Regions from separate parts of the Sus scrofa genome. Here regions 1 and 3 are each linked to region 2. A link is a contact called in public HiChIP or PLAC-seq data. All regions are on one chromosome and are shown on one strand. The core of a region is the stretch at or near the end of the contact, and the rest is flanking DNA. Distances in the headings are between cores, read along the strand shown.

Region 1 (4,011 bases), core at 949-3,448, 190 kb after region 2:
TGGAAGGTCAAGGGAGGGATCTGACTTGGAAATAAACTCCGCGATTTTGCTTGGGGCTGGCCTTTTCCATGGAGAGGAGACAGACATAAGACTGGATGGAAAATCCAGACCCCTTGATGTAGACAAAACATTGTGAGCTTGGACCTGGGAGACCAAGACGAATAATCTGATACTTGCTGTGCCTGGCTGTTGGTCTCCAGATGTTGCCAGAATCGGTGTTGGCCAAACAAAGTTGGACGTCTCTAGCTCGCTGTCAGCTTGAGAATGTGTAAGCCATCCGCATTTTCTTGAGAAGAGTGCCGAATCTGGGAGTGGACATCTGCATCCTTGAGTCTTTCGGCTGTTCTTACCAAAAATGTCTACCTCAGGGATGACTCAGTGTGTGATTGCACGTGTATAAGGACCTGTGTTGGGTGGTTTTTTTTTTTTTTTTTTTTTTTGTAAGAAATAGATTTATTAGGGTAGGACGTTTGTGAGCGATATAAGCGGGCAAGCACGGAAGCTCAGCCCCCGGGACCTGTTAATCAAGTGGAAGTGATCCAGCAAATCCTGGCTTGTGTGGAAATGGTGGGAGCTGGCAGGGATGGGTGGCTTTCTGCGAGGAGTGGGCGTGTTGATTGGAGAGAAAGATTCTTCGGCATTCTCCGTATGGAGCCATAACTTCCATTTATTGAGTGCTTATGGGAGGCACTTCTCACATGTGTGCTATCATTTAGTCCTTACGACAGACCTATGAACTGAGTTTTATTATCCTCACTTTCCTGATGAAAGGTCAGGTTTAAAGAGGTTCAGGAACTTGGCCCACGTCACAGAGCGGGTAGGTGGCCGGGCAGGGCCCTCAGACGCTCCAGTCCACACCTTTCCTCCCAGGCTGAGCCAAAGACCTATTCCCCAGCCCGTTCTCTTGAAGAACGCGAAAGATTGTGTTGGATCCCCCTCTGCGATCCAACTGTGGTTAAAACCTCATAAATTTTAGAAAAACAGAATAACTCCCTAAAAGAAGATCGTAAATCCACTCTATAGAAACCATCCACCACAACCCCAAACCTCAGGGTGAATATATTCAGATTTCAGTGGGCTATAGGATTCTTGCTATCCCTTAAATATCACTCTGTTTCCTGGTAAACAGTATCCCTTACCGAGTCTTGGCACATGGATCGTGTAATAAGATCAGACCCCATCGCTCTGCCATTCAAGTTCCGTCTTAAGTCCAGGGTGAAAATCCAGAGCTGCCTTCGTTCCTCCTCTGTCTCTCGGCCTCTTTGTCCCACTGCCTACGATCCAGTTTGAAGTTCGGCACCATCCCTCTTTTTGTGCTTTAGATTTCTTTTTCTCAACTTTTTTTTTTTGTTTGTTTTTTCTTTTTTTTAATGAAGTGATTTGAAATGGAAAATTAAGAACTTAACTGAGAGTCTGGCAGTTTTCTGCTAATGCCTCTGTACTAGGAAGCTTCATAAAATATTATATATTATTATTCACTTCAGCACAGCTGCTCTGGGCTCTCACCCACTTAGTCATTCACAGTATGTCTGAGAGATTAATTTTTATAAGGCTGTGGTTTGGGATATTTTTCTCCCCCTGCACGTTTTACTTAAAATCCTCACCGGGAAAGTTTGTGGGGAAAAAAAATCCACCACCCCTGATAGAAGGTAATTTGGCAATATACATGCTTTCGGAACTATAATTGGCTGTTTTATTTTTTGTGCACGCTCTTTGTTTGGAATACTGCAATCTTTCTACCAGAAATCTCAAATGTAGGGAGGGGGGGATTGAGGACAAGAATGGGAGCTTGCAGGGCTGGTGTGTGTGGCAGGCAAGTTTTTGGAGATGCCCCTTTCTTGATGAAAGCCTCTCGGAGCGTTCAAGCCCTTGGTGTGACCCAAGGTGGGCAGGGGGGCACATGGGCTCAGGAGCACAAGGAAGAGGGAGGCAGAGGCAGGCCAGGGTCCGTGTCGGTGGGGTCCCCACCCCCAGAGTGAGAACCGCACTGTTTATCCCAGCCTCCCAGCAGCAGCCAGCAGGCCAGGGGTGTTTTCAGGACTCAGCTGCCAAAGTTTCTTGAAACAGCTCTGCTCAAAGGCATATGCTGGGCTCACTTCTGAGGGAAATTTCCTTTTTGGGGAAGTTGAAGCAAAGGAATTTCCTGTGTGGGCAGACAGAGCTTCCTGACTTGAAGGCTTCTTGGAAGGGAAACAGTTTCATAATGAAATGACAAATTAAAGACATACCAGCCGGGTTCACTTCAAAACAGCTATTGAGCGTGCAGGCAAAGCCCTATTCTACTCCCTCACAGAACAAAAATAAATCCCATCCTGACAGGTTTCTGTATGCGGGATTAGATCCGTCCCCCACACCTTCCCTCGCAGCCTGCTTCATCTCCCGTCCTCCCACCCCCGCCATTAGCTGCCACCGTCTCTGTCTTCACAGCCCTGGAGCCACCAGCAGGGAGGCCGGGCGCATCTCTCTCTCTCTTGCTGCCTTTCTTTCTGGCTTGGCCCAGTCCTGACCCCCACGGAGGCCCGAGAAGGTTCTGTTACGAGCCCCATGCTGCCAAGCCCCACAGAAAGGACCTCTTTCCTTCCCCGGTGGACACAAAGCAATGATTGAAGATGTCTTCGGCAATGGGCTTAAAAAAAAAAAAAAGAAAAAAAGAAAAAGCAGCCATTTCCTCAGGCTGGCCTTTAAGATCATGCAGGCAGTAAATATGAGTGCTCTTCTGGTCTGGGGAGCTGAGTCCAAAGCCTGGTTTGTTGAAGAAAAGAAGGCTCTGTGTTGGACCGACGATGTTCTTATACCTGAACGTATCATTTTATGCAGTTTAGACAGCTCGCATTTTTTAAATGGACTTGAAGACGCCTGATGAATTAAACTTCTCTTTTTATGGAACAGACCAGGAGAAGCAATGATGGCAGTTATCATTTGGGGTCAATATCAATTAGGCTTGAGCTAAGGGAGGAGAAAAGGCACAGGTTTGGGGATCGGATGTCCAAGGGCCAGCTCTAACTATGTACCACTGGCATCGTCACCAGGGACGAGTGGCTTCACCTCTCAGCCTCAGTTTCCTCATCTCTAAAATGGGCACAGCAGCGCCTTTTCCACAGTATGGTGAGGAAACTCGATTATGACTTCCAAAGCACTTTGTATGCGCCTCTAAAGCCTTGGCCAAATAGCTCTTGCTATTTAGTCACTATTGGGATTGAAATACAGTATTCGATTGAAACAGCAGGAGTGTAGGATTCGGAGATCAGTTTGGCAGATGTTTATTGGAGGTTTTCTCTGTGTGCAGTGTGCTTGGGCTCTGGGGCGAGGGCAATAAATGAAGTGTGAGGTTTAGAGAGGCCACATGGTGTAGCAGAAAGAATCTCGGACTTAGGGTCAGGAGGCCAGGGTTCAAGCCCGGCTGTTACTCAATAGCTCTGTGGCTGGGAGTGAGCTCTTTAACCTTTATGAGCCTCAGTTATTCATCTGTAAAATTGGGGGAAGTCAAACTCTATGACTTTAATAAGTTCTGTTCAACTCTGACATTGTTTAATCAATTTTAAGAGCCTTTTCTGCTGCTCATAGGATTGATTCAGAAGAGTAAGGAGGAAATAGTCCCTGTATGACAGCTTGTCTGATGAAGAAGCTTGCATCAAAAAGCTAGATATTTTTAATTAGTGTGTCTGATATGAACAGGAAAAGAATGGTGCTTGCCAGATATGTCAGCAGTGGCAGTTTGTTTTGGGGTGTTTCTCAGTGAATGCTGACTTGAAAATGACGAGGGTCGCGGCAGTTTCTTCAAGCGAACTTCTCTCAGAATTTTGGTTTACCTTCTCCCAGCTGCTCCAAGGGATATTCGGCATGTTTCCAAATGGTTATTTTATTTTGGTGGCCACACCGGTAGCATGCGGAAGTTTCCAGGCCAGGGCTTGAACCCGCACCACAGCTATAACCAGAGCCACAGCAGTGACAATACCATAAACTTAACCCACTGAGCCTCAAGGGAACCTCCTCTAAATGGTCATTTATTTA
Region 2 (3,604 bases), core at 169-2,668:
CTGCAAGCTCTCCCTAGGCAGTCTCATCCCCACCCATTACTTCTATACCAGGAATCCAGATCTTTACCTTTAATTTCGGTTTGTCTCTTGAACACCAGGTTCAGACATACAGCTAATTCACACATACATACTCTAAATCTCTATCTAGACGCACCATAGCTACCTTAAATACATCATATCGGAGCTCAAATTCAGGAGCTTCTGGTTGAAGATGGTAGATTGAGTGTATCCATTTATCCTTTTTCAGAAAAATCATTCAAATCAAAGTAAAGAAATAATGGCGTTCCCGTCGTGGTTCAGCGGTTAAGGAACCTGACTAGCATCCATGAGGACGCAGGTTTGATCCCTAGTCTCACTCAGTGGGTTAAAGATTCGGCATTGCTGTGGTGTAGGTTGCAGGTGTCGCTGTGGCTGTGGCGTAGGCCGGTGGCTACAGCTCCGATTGGACCCCTAGCCTGGGAACCTCTATATGCCGCGGGTGCGGCCCTAAAAAGACAAAAAGACTAAATAAATAAATAAAATTATAGGAAAGAAATAAGAAAGCATGACCCTCCCAACCCCACCCAACAAGAGCATGGGAGAGAAGTAGAAGAGTGAAGATTTCAACAAAGTTCTGGAAGCAGGAGGTAGATGGAGAGGGAAGTATGCTCAGGAAGAACATTGCAGCCTAGGACACCTGAGACGGAGACCACAGCCAAGGACAGGCTTAATGCATCTGCCTGAAAGAAACCCAGTCTCCTCACAGACTCCAAACTCTACAGAAGGCAAGGGAATTTGAAAGGAAAACAAACGCAAGTACTTCAGTATCTTCAGAAATATATCGGGACGGTGATTGCTCCATAAAACAAAAGCAGGGGCAAAGATGAGGGCCAACCCTTTCTCCACCAACTCCTACCTCAGTGAATGCCACCATCAGCCACCCAATTTCCTAAAGGCAGGAAGTGGGAAAGTGATTCTTTATTCTTCCCTGCTCCTTAACCCTCATCCCATAAACTAAGGGTTGATTCTGTCTCCTAAATAGTTCTCTTCTCCCACAGCCATGGTCTCTCATAGATTTTTCCTGTGTCTTCCCTGGATTCTCTCACTAGCTTTATTTTTGTTCTTCCTAACTCTGGTTTGAAGTCTTCTCAAATGCTTCTCCAGAAATTCAGAATTCCTAATCAGCCAGCATCTAGGCTACTGCCCTTCCACCAGTGAGTGCTCAATGGTTATCTTGAGTAATTTCTAACTATCTGCCAGCCCCACATTTTCGCAACTTCGTGCTTTGTTCGCTGTCTCCCACTCATGTGAACTTACTTTTGGTTCTTCCTCCAGACAAGTCTCCTCTTTAAAATGTGCTGTTCTTCCAGTTGGAACCCCTGTTCTCTTGATGGTGTGGGAACTCCGTTCAGGCTCAGCTCAAGTGTTACTTCCCCTAAGGAAGTCCCCTCACTTCCCTGGACTGATGTGTGAATCTAGTCCTTCTCTGTCCTGTGTATCTCATCTGCCTCCACTACAGACATTTTGTGTTAAATTGTAATTGTGTGTTTCCTGTTTCCCCAGCAGACGGTAGGCTCTTTGGAGGCAGGAACCAATCCTGCTAAAAAGGATTCCTTGCACACGTGTCACATGACTGATCATAATCACAGCAGAAGGAAACTCAAGAAATCACCCATATAGTCCCTGCCCTTGGGACCAATGAGGTATGGTCATTTTTGTTTTATTAGATGAGGCAACTGAATCACAGAGATTAAGTGATTTTATTTAAGGTTGTAAGGCTGGAGCATACAGCTTTGTAGGTGTGATGGAATAGAGGTGGGAGGACAGTGGTGGTCTCTCAGTTTCCTACCATCTTGTGGAGTGATTCTCCTGCTACGTAATGACACCGCTTACCAATCTATTATCACTTGCTAAAGAAATTTAATTGGAAAAAAGAAAATGTAAATAAAAGCCATTGCCCAAACTAAAGGGATTGCTTTCTTTAAAATAATTGGCATTCCGTGTCGTGGCACAGGGGAAATGAATCCAACTAGGAACCATGAGGTTTCGGGTTTGATCTCTGACCTCGCTCAGTGGGTTAAGGATCCAGCGTTGCCGTGAACTGTGGTGTAGGTGGCAGAGGAGGCTTGGGTCTGGCGTAGTTGTGGCTGTGGGGTAGGCTGGCAGCTATAGCTCCAATTAGATCCCTAGCCTAGGAACCTACATATGCCACAGGTGTGGCCCTAAAAAGCAAAAATAACTAACTAAATAAATATTAAAGAAATAAGATAATGACAATTATTAAATGATTTTTTAACATTTTATTGAATTATAGCTGATTTATAGCATTGTGAACATATTATATGATGTTTTCAAGCCTAGCCTCTTTGAGACAGGAAGGTAATTACCCTTTGATATCACCTATTTAGTCATTAGGCATTATGTCCCATATGTAATTTTCTATTACAACCAACTAACAAGCAAATGCTTCCCCTAGTTCTGTTCTTCCCGTAGTTGTCTTACTGCAACATCTGGCATATATGCCAAAGGCGGCAGATGGGCCAAATATTAGCCATGTGCCAGCCAGCCAAAGCTGTTCTGGTCCTTACCTGAGTGCATGCTTAAGTGACCTGCCATCGCCTTACCCTATTCTTGGGAGTTTGCAAGTTTCTTTGCTCCAGGAAAAGGTCTGTTTTCTCCTTCTTTTCTGTCTCCCTTGGTGCCCTGTCAAAGTGGTGCAATCCTGATACATACTCCAGAGAGACTTGCTGATTTGATAAAGAAGATAAAAAGGAACCTGCAACACTCTCAGTGAGTTTTAGACATTTTCTTACCCATTTCCTCCTCTTAGATATTGTTATTTGGTCACAATAATTCCTTCTCAGTCTACTTTGTCTTATCCTTTTAGGCCTCCATTCAAATGATGGAAATTTCCTAGATTCTGCCTCCCAACCTCCTCTCTGAATTCATCTTCTCTGAGCAATCTTATCCATTTAGTTTCATCATGACCTCAATGCTGATGACTCCCAAATCTACAGGGGTTTTTTTTTTGTTTTGTCTTGTTTTGTTTTGTTTTGGTCTTTTTGTCTTTTTAGGGCTGCACCCGAGGCATATGGAGGTTCCCAGGCTAGGGGTCCAATCGGAGCTGTAGCTGCCAGCCGACGCCACAGCCACAGCAACGAGGGATCCGAGCTGCATCTGTGACCTACATCATAGCTCACAGCAATGCCAGATCCTTAACCCACTGAACGAGGCCAGGGATCAAACCTGCGTCCTCATGGATGCTAGTCAGGTTCAGTAACCATTGAGCCATGACAGGAACTCCCAAATTTACAGTTTTTAAATCGACTTCTCCTAAGAACAAAAGACCCCAGTTTCTTAGGACCTCTTGTACAATGCCACACAGACATCCTGATACACCTTAAAAAAATAAGATGTCTAAACTAAAATTCATCGCTTTGCCCAAACCCATTTCTCCATCTGTTAAAGGCATCACCAATCCTCTGGCCCAGAACTTTGGTCACAATTGATATTCCTCAGTCTTCCTTGGGAAAGCTAAGAGGGTGCCATGATGCACAAGGAGTTCCCCCTGGCCATGTCTGTGATACCTTTTTTTACCGCCGACCATGATTTTTTAGTGGGATCC
Region 3 (4,042 bases), core at 165-2,664, 160 kb after region 2:
TGGGGTTTCCAGGAGTGGCGCTGTTTGTTGCTGATCTAATCCAGTCTTGGTATTGGTCCCCAATCTCCACCTTGGGCGAGAGCAGTCATCTACATCATGTCAGGGATTGGGGTGTAACCTGGGCTGTGGAGTGGCGTGCGTTTCATTTTCCCAGCCAGGTCTAAAGCCCATGACCTTGCCTGCATCAGCACTGGCTTCCAGCCAAATGAGCTGAGCATCCTTCCAGCCTAGACCTCCCTGGAAACCACAACCTGGCATGCAAAGGAATCACAGCTTGAGATTCTGCTTACTATTCATGTCAAAAATATTTAAGAAATTCAGAAGAAAAGAAAAAAAAAAAGAGAAATTCTTAGCTATCTCTGGCTGGAAAAGATCTTAATTAAAATGTCTGTACATGAGAACAATAAAGAAATCTATTTGAGGTTTTTGCTTTGGCGCCTGTCTTCAAAAGGGTTGTTGCGAGTTGTCGATGCTAGTGCTTTTTCAGATTATTTTGGGGAGAACCCTCAGATCATGTGAAGGGGCCTCAGGGGACCAACGGATAGGGAAGGGGATTGTGGTGATCCTGTTTTGTTTGGATCTGTTCTGCCCACACTGTAATTAAAACGCTCTGACTTGCTGGGAGATACAAGATTGAATAGAAGCAGCATCTCGGAAAGGCACCTTCAGGTTTTATATACGTTCCTTCCCACCACAGGACCCCCTTTCAGAGTCACCTTTCGACCTCAGCTTAAATCAGCTTTAGGGGGAAAACAGTAAATCAGAGGCACATTTCTAGCGCACAGGTGTCTGTGGCCGGCCCTGCCCTCTGAGATGCTCGGGGAAGCCTTAACCCTTCTGACACTGGCCCTTCCGTATTTGAAGACATCTTCGAGGATCCCACAGTTACACCCTCAGTGCCTCCATCATCCCTTCTTCTTTGAAAGGGAGGGTGCATCATCAGACCGCTGGACAAGCCTTGTTGGACAGTGGCCCCTGTGATTTCTCCTTCTCAGTCCAGAGATCTGCCCCCTAACAGGCCCCGAATAAATGACGGGGCCTTTCCTCCTCACTGCTCCTGTGTGTCTCGCCTGTACATTTAGATTTTGCTGCTCTCGGATAAATGGAAAGGCGCGGAGTAAGGCACATGGTTTTTGTGGTTGTCGAAGAAATTGTTAGTGACAAAGATGGGCTTCCTCAAAAATTCCCTGAGATGAGGTTTCTGTCCAGAGTGAACTGCTCATGGGCATGATATCGCTGTAGATGCCCTGGAGGCCTCTCTGATTGCGTCCTGCGGTAATAGGGGTCCTGGGATAGAGTCTAGAGCTCAGGGGTCGCGCCGGAGAACGTCCTTCGTCCGCTGCATTTAGTCCCCTTCTTTCAGCTGAATGCACTTCCTCCTTCCATCTGGGCTTCCAGTAGGAGAAGGAACATGCTTACAAAAAGTCGGCACCCTGGCTGGGGGCCCTCTGTGGAGTGACCTTCGGGACCCCTGCTGGAATTCTGTGAGGGGTCACAGCCCAAAGCAAGGAAATAAATAGTCCAAAGCCACACCTGTTGTCTTCAGCTTGGATTTACCTCATGGGATTCCCCTGAAGTGGTGAAGCCCTTGCAGACAGGCTGGCCCCCCTTAACTTTCTTACCCGCCACGCCAGCTCCTGAGCTGGTGACTTCAATAGATTGCTCAAGCCCTGCAATCTTCAGATCAGTTTCCTCATGGGGAAGGGGGGGTGGGCATGATGCCTTCCTTGCAGGGTTACTGTGAGTCCGAAAGAAAACACAGGCTTTGGGGGAAGCACATTCCAAGTGCTGCCTTAATGCTAGTTATTCTCCCCGGTTGTTGCAAAGACTGTGTTTTCCAGCCAAGATTGGGACATAGGTTCAAGGGGTGTAAGTATTGATGGATGAGTATCCATGTCTACTTATGGGTAAAATGATACAGCAGTTTTAATATTAGAGCCATCTTGGAAATTCTAGGACTTAGAGTGGTGAAATTCATAATGCTTAGGAAAGGCCTTGGCTCCTAGGGGACGCTTGATGAATGCTGAAATGTTTCAGAACAGTCATGGGGAAAAAAAAAAAAAAAACTTAGTAATCTTTTACAGTGATGCTGATTGCAGGACCTCTTGCTCATGCTTCTTTTTCTTTATCCAATTGTGCATCAATAACTTAGTTCTGGAGTTCCCATCGTGGCGCAGTGGTTAATGAATCCAACTAGGAACCATGAGGTTGTGGGTTCGGTCCCTGCCTTGCTCAGTGGGTTAAGGATCCAGCGTTGCCATGAGCTGTGGTGTAGGTTGCAGACGCGGCTCGGATTCCGCGTTGCTGTGGCTCTGGCGTAGGCAGGTGGCTACAGCTCCGATTCAACCACTAGCCTGGGAACCTCCATATGCCGCAGGAGCGGCCCAAGAATAGCAAAAAAAATAAAAAATAAAAAATAAATAACTTAGTTCTGGGCAAAAGGAAGACTTAAGGTGCTGTGGCTTTGCTGTATCTGTTTGACAGATGCAATACATTGTCTTCAGATTTTAGCATATCGTAGGTCAGGAAGGGGAGGAAAGGACTGTTTCAGTTCGAAGTATGTAGGAATTTACATAGTTTAGGTACCAAACCCATCTTTTTCAGTGTCCAAAGCAAGAGCACTCCTTGGACAGGTAAAGCCAGGCTCCCAGGAAGATTCACACAGAGTGTGAGTGTGGTTTGTGAGGTGCACCCTCCCCTGCTCTCCCCCCCCCGCTTAATGGGTGTCTGGGTGACCAAGGGAGGATGTTCTGGGGACCAGGAGTGTAAGTCCCACCCATCCTAGTTTTCACTGGTACTCCCCCCACCCCACCCCCTTTTTTTAACCCTCTGAGATGACTGCAAGCATGTTAAAACCCAAAGACCAGTCGGGGTGTAAAAATCTAATGACTTAGCATCCACAGGGATATTTCTCTCAGGAGTGGAGCTGGACCTTAAGGAAAATTGACTCAGGCCACTGGTTTAGATGTCTTTTGGAGCCTCTAAGATGGAAAGATAGTGTCACAGCCTCACTGCTATGATTTGCCAGACCTGGTTTTCTACTTCAGAATTCTTAGTTGAATTCCTCAGATCCTAAGCTATATTCTCAACCCAGATCCTAAAGTATACTGTTTCTTTCTGGAAAGATGCCGGTGATATCATGGACTGTGGCTGTGTGTACAGTTTAGCAAAGAAGAGTGACGTTTGTATCTTTTCTCAGGATAAGATGATCTCACTAAACTTGATGAATAAAATATTCCGTGTAGTCTTTCAAGTGAAAGAAATTGGCATGCACGAGTATGTTAGTGCAGGTCCTTGTGTATGCTGGTTGCATCCATGACACCTAAAACACTGCAGCTCAAAATTCAGTCTTGTTCAGGAGTTCCCACTGTGGCACAGTGGGTTTAGGGTCTGGTATTAACTCTGTGGTGGCAAAGGTTCCATCTCCAGCCTGACACAGTAGGTTAAAGAATCTGGCATTGCTGCAGCTGTGGCGTGGCTTGCAGCTCGACTTGGATTTGATCCCTGGCCTGGGAACTTCCATGTGCTGCAGGTACAGCCCTATAAAAAAAAAAAAAAATTCAGTCTTGTTCAGTGTTTTGATGATGCATTGCTTTCACTTGTTAATAATGAAGGCCAAACGACCGCTCTGAATTATCTTACAGCCAGAGAGTATAGTTAAATAACTGTGTATTCAGACTTCAGTTTAGTAAATCTCAATAGTTTCCCATAGGAGAGAGATTTCTTCTTTCAATCTGTAGAAGATGACTGTGGTACAAGCATCATCTTTCCCAGGCAGCTTTCCTCAAAAGATACAGGGTGGAAAAGAGATCCTGACCTCCCAATATTGAACATTATCAGCATGCCACTCTGTCTCCGATGAATTTAACTCTAAACCATCTTTTTGCAAGTACAATTGTCTGTCGGTATGATCTGATGGGATCTGGTCCCAAGACCCCTGAGGATACCAAAATCTATGGAGGCTTAACTCCCTGATATAAAATGTCACAGTATTTGCATATCATCTATGCACACCCTCCCTCCGAAGCATCTCTGGATCACT

What was found. HiChIP or PLAC-seq counts read pairs in DNA pulled down with a chosen protein or histone mark.
Region 1: an H3K27ac HiChIP or PLAC-seq map of alveolar macrophages shows a contact between it and region 2. The contact joins two enhancer-like sites. A contact is called at or near these places in 4 of 47 Hi-C or Micro-C datasets (embryonic fibroblasts, epiblast stem cells, fetal liver and 1 more) and 1 of 2 datasets of contacts at active chromatin or transcription factors (alveolar macrophages).
Region 3: an H3K27ac HiChIP or PLAC-seq map of alveolar macrophages shows a contact between it and region 2. The contact joins two enhancer-like sites. A contact is called at or near these places in 3 of 47 Hi-C or Micro-C datasets (epiblast stem cells, fetal liver and skeletal muscle) and 1 of 2 datasets of contacts at active chromatin or transcription factors (alveolar macrophages).

The regions. Positions count from the first base shown.
Region 1 is chr5:60,651,363-60,655,373 of Sscrofa11.1, reverse strand. The region is part of intron 2 of ETV6 (transcription factor ETV6); the gene reads left to right. Among named protein-coding and RNA genes, the nearest start is that of ETV6, 120 kb to the left of the region's middle. Within about 2 kb of position 2,198, at least 43 of the 83 cell types and tissues checked have an H3K27ac peak or open chromatin away from gene starts, as enhancers often do. A contact at or near this core is called in alveolar macrophages, where this site is marked.
Region 2 is chr5:60,837,190-60,840,793 of Sscrofa11.1, reverse strand. LOC106507269 (a long non-coding RNA gene) reads left to right here. Exons shown (of 5, transcript XR_002344104.1): 2 at 1,543-1,682. Among named protein-coding and RNA genes, the nearest start is that of ETV6, 62 kb to the right of the region's middle. Within about 2 kb of position 1,418, at least 2 of the 83 cell types and tissues checked have an H3K27ac peak or open chromatin away from gene starts, as enhancers often do. A contact at or near this core is called in alveolar macrophages, where this site is marked.
Region 3 is chr5:60,674,068-60,678,109 of Sscrofa11.1, reverse strand. The region is part of intron 1 of ETV6 (transcription factor ETV6); the gene reads left to right. Among named protein-coding and RNA genes, the nearest start is that of ETV6, 100 kb to the left of the region's middle. Within about 2 kb of position 1,414, at least 4 of the 83 cell types and tissues checked have an H3K27ac peak or open chromatin away from gene starts, as enhancers often do. A contact at or near this core is called in alveolar macrophages, where this site is marked.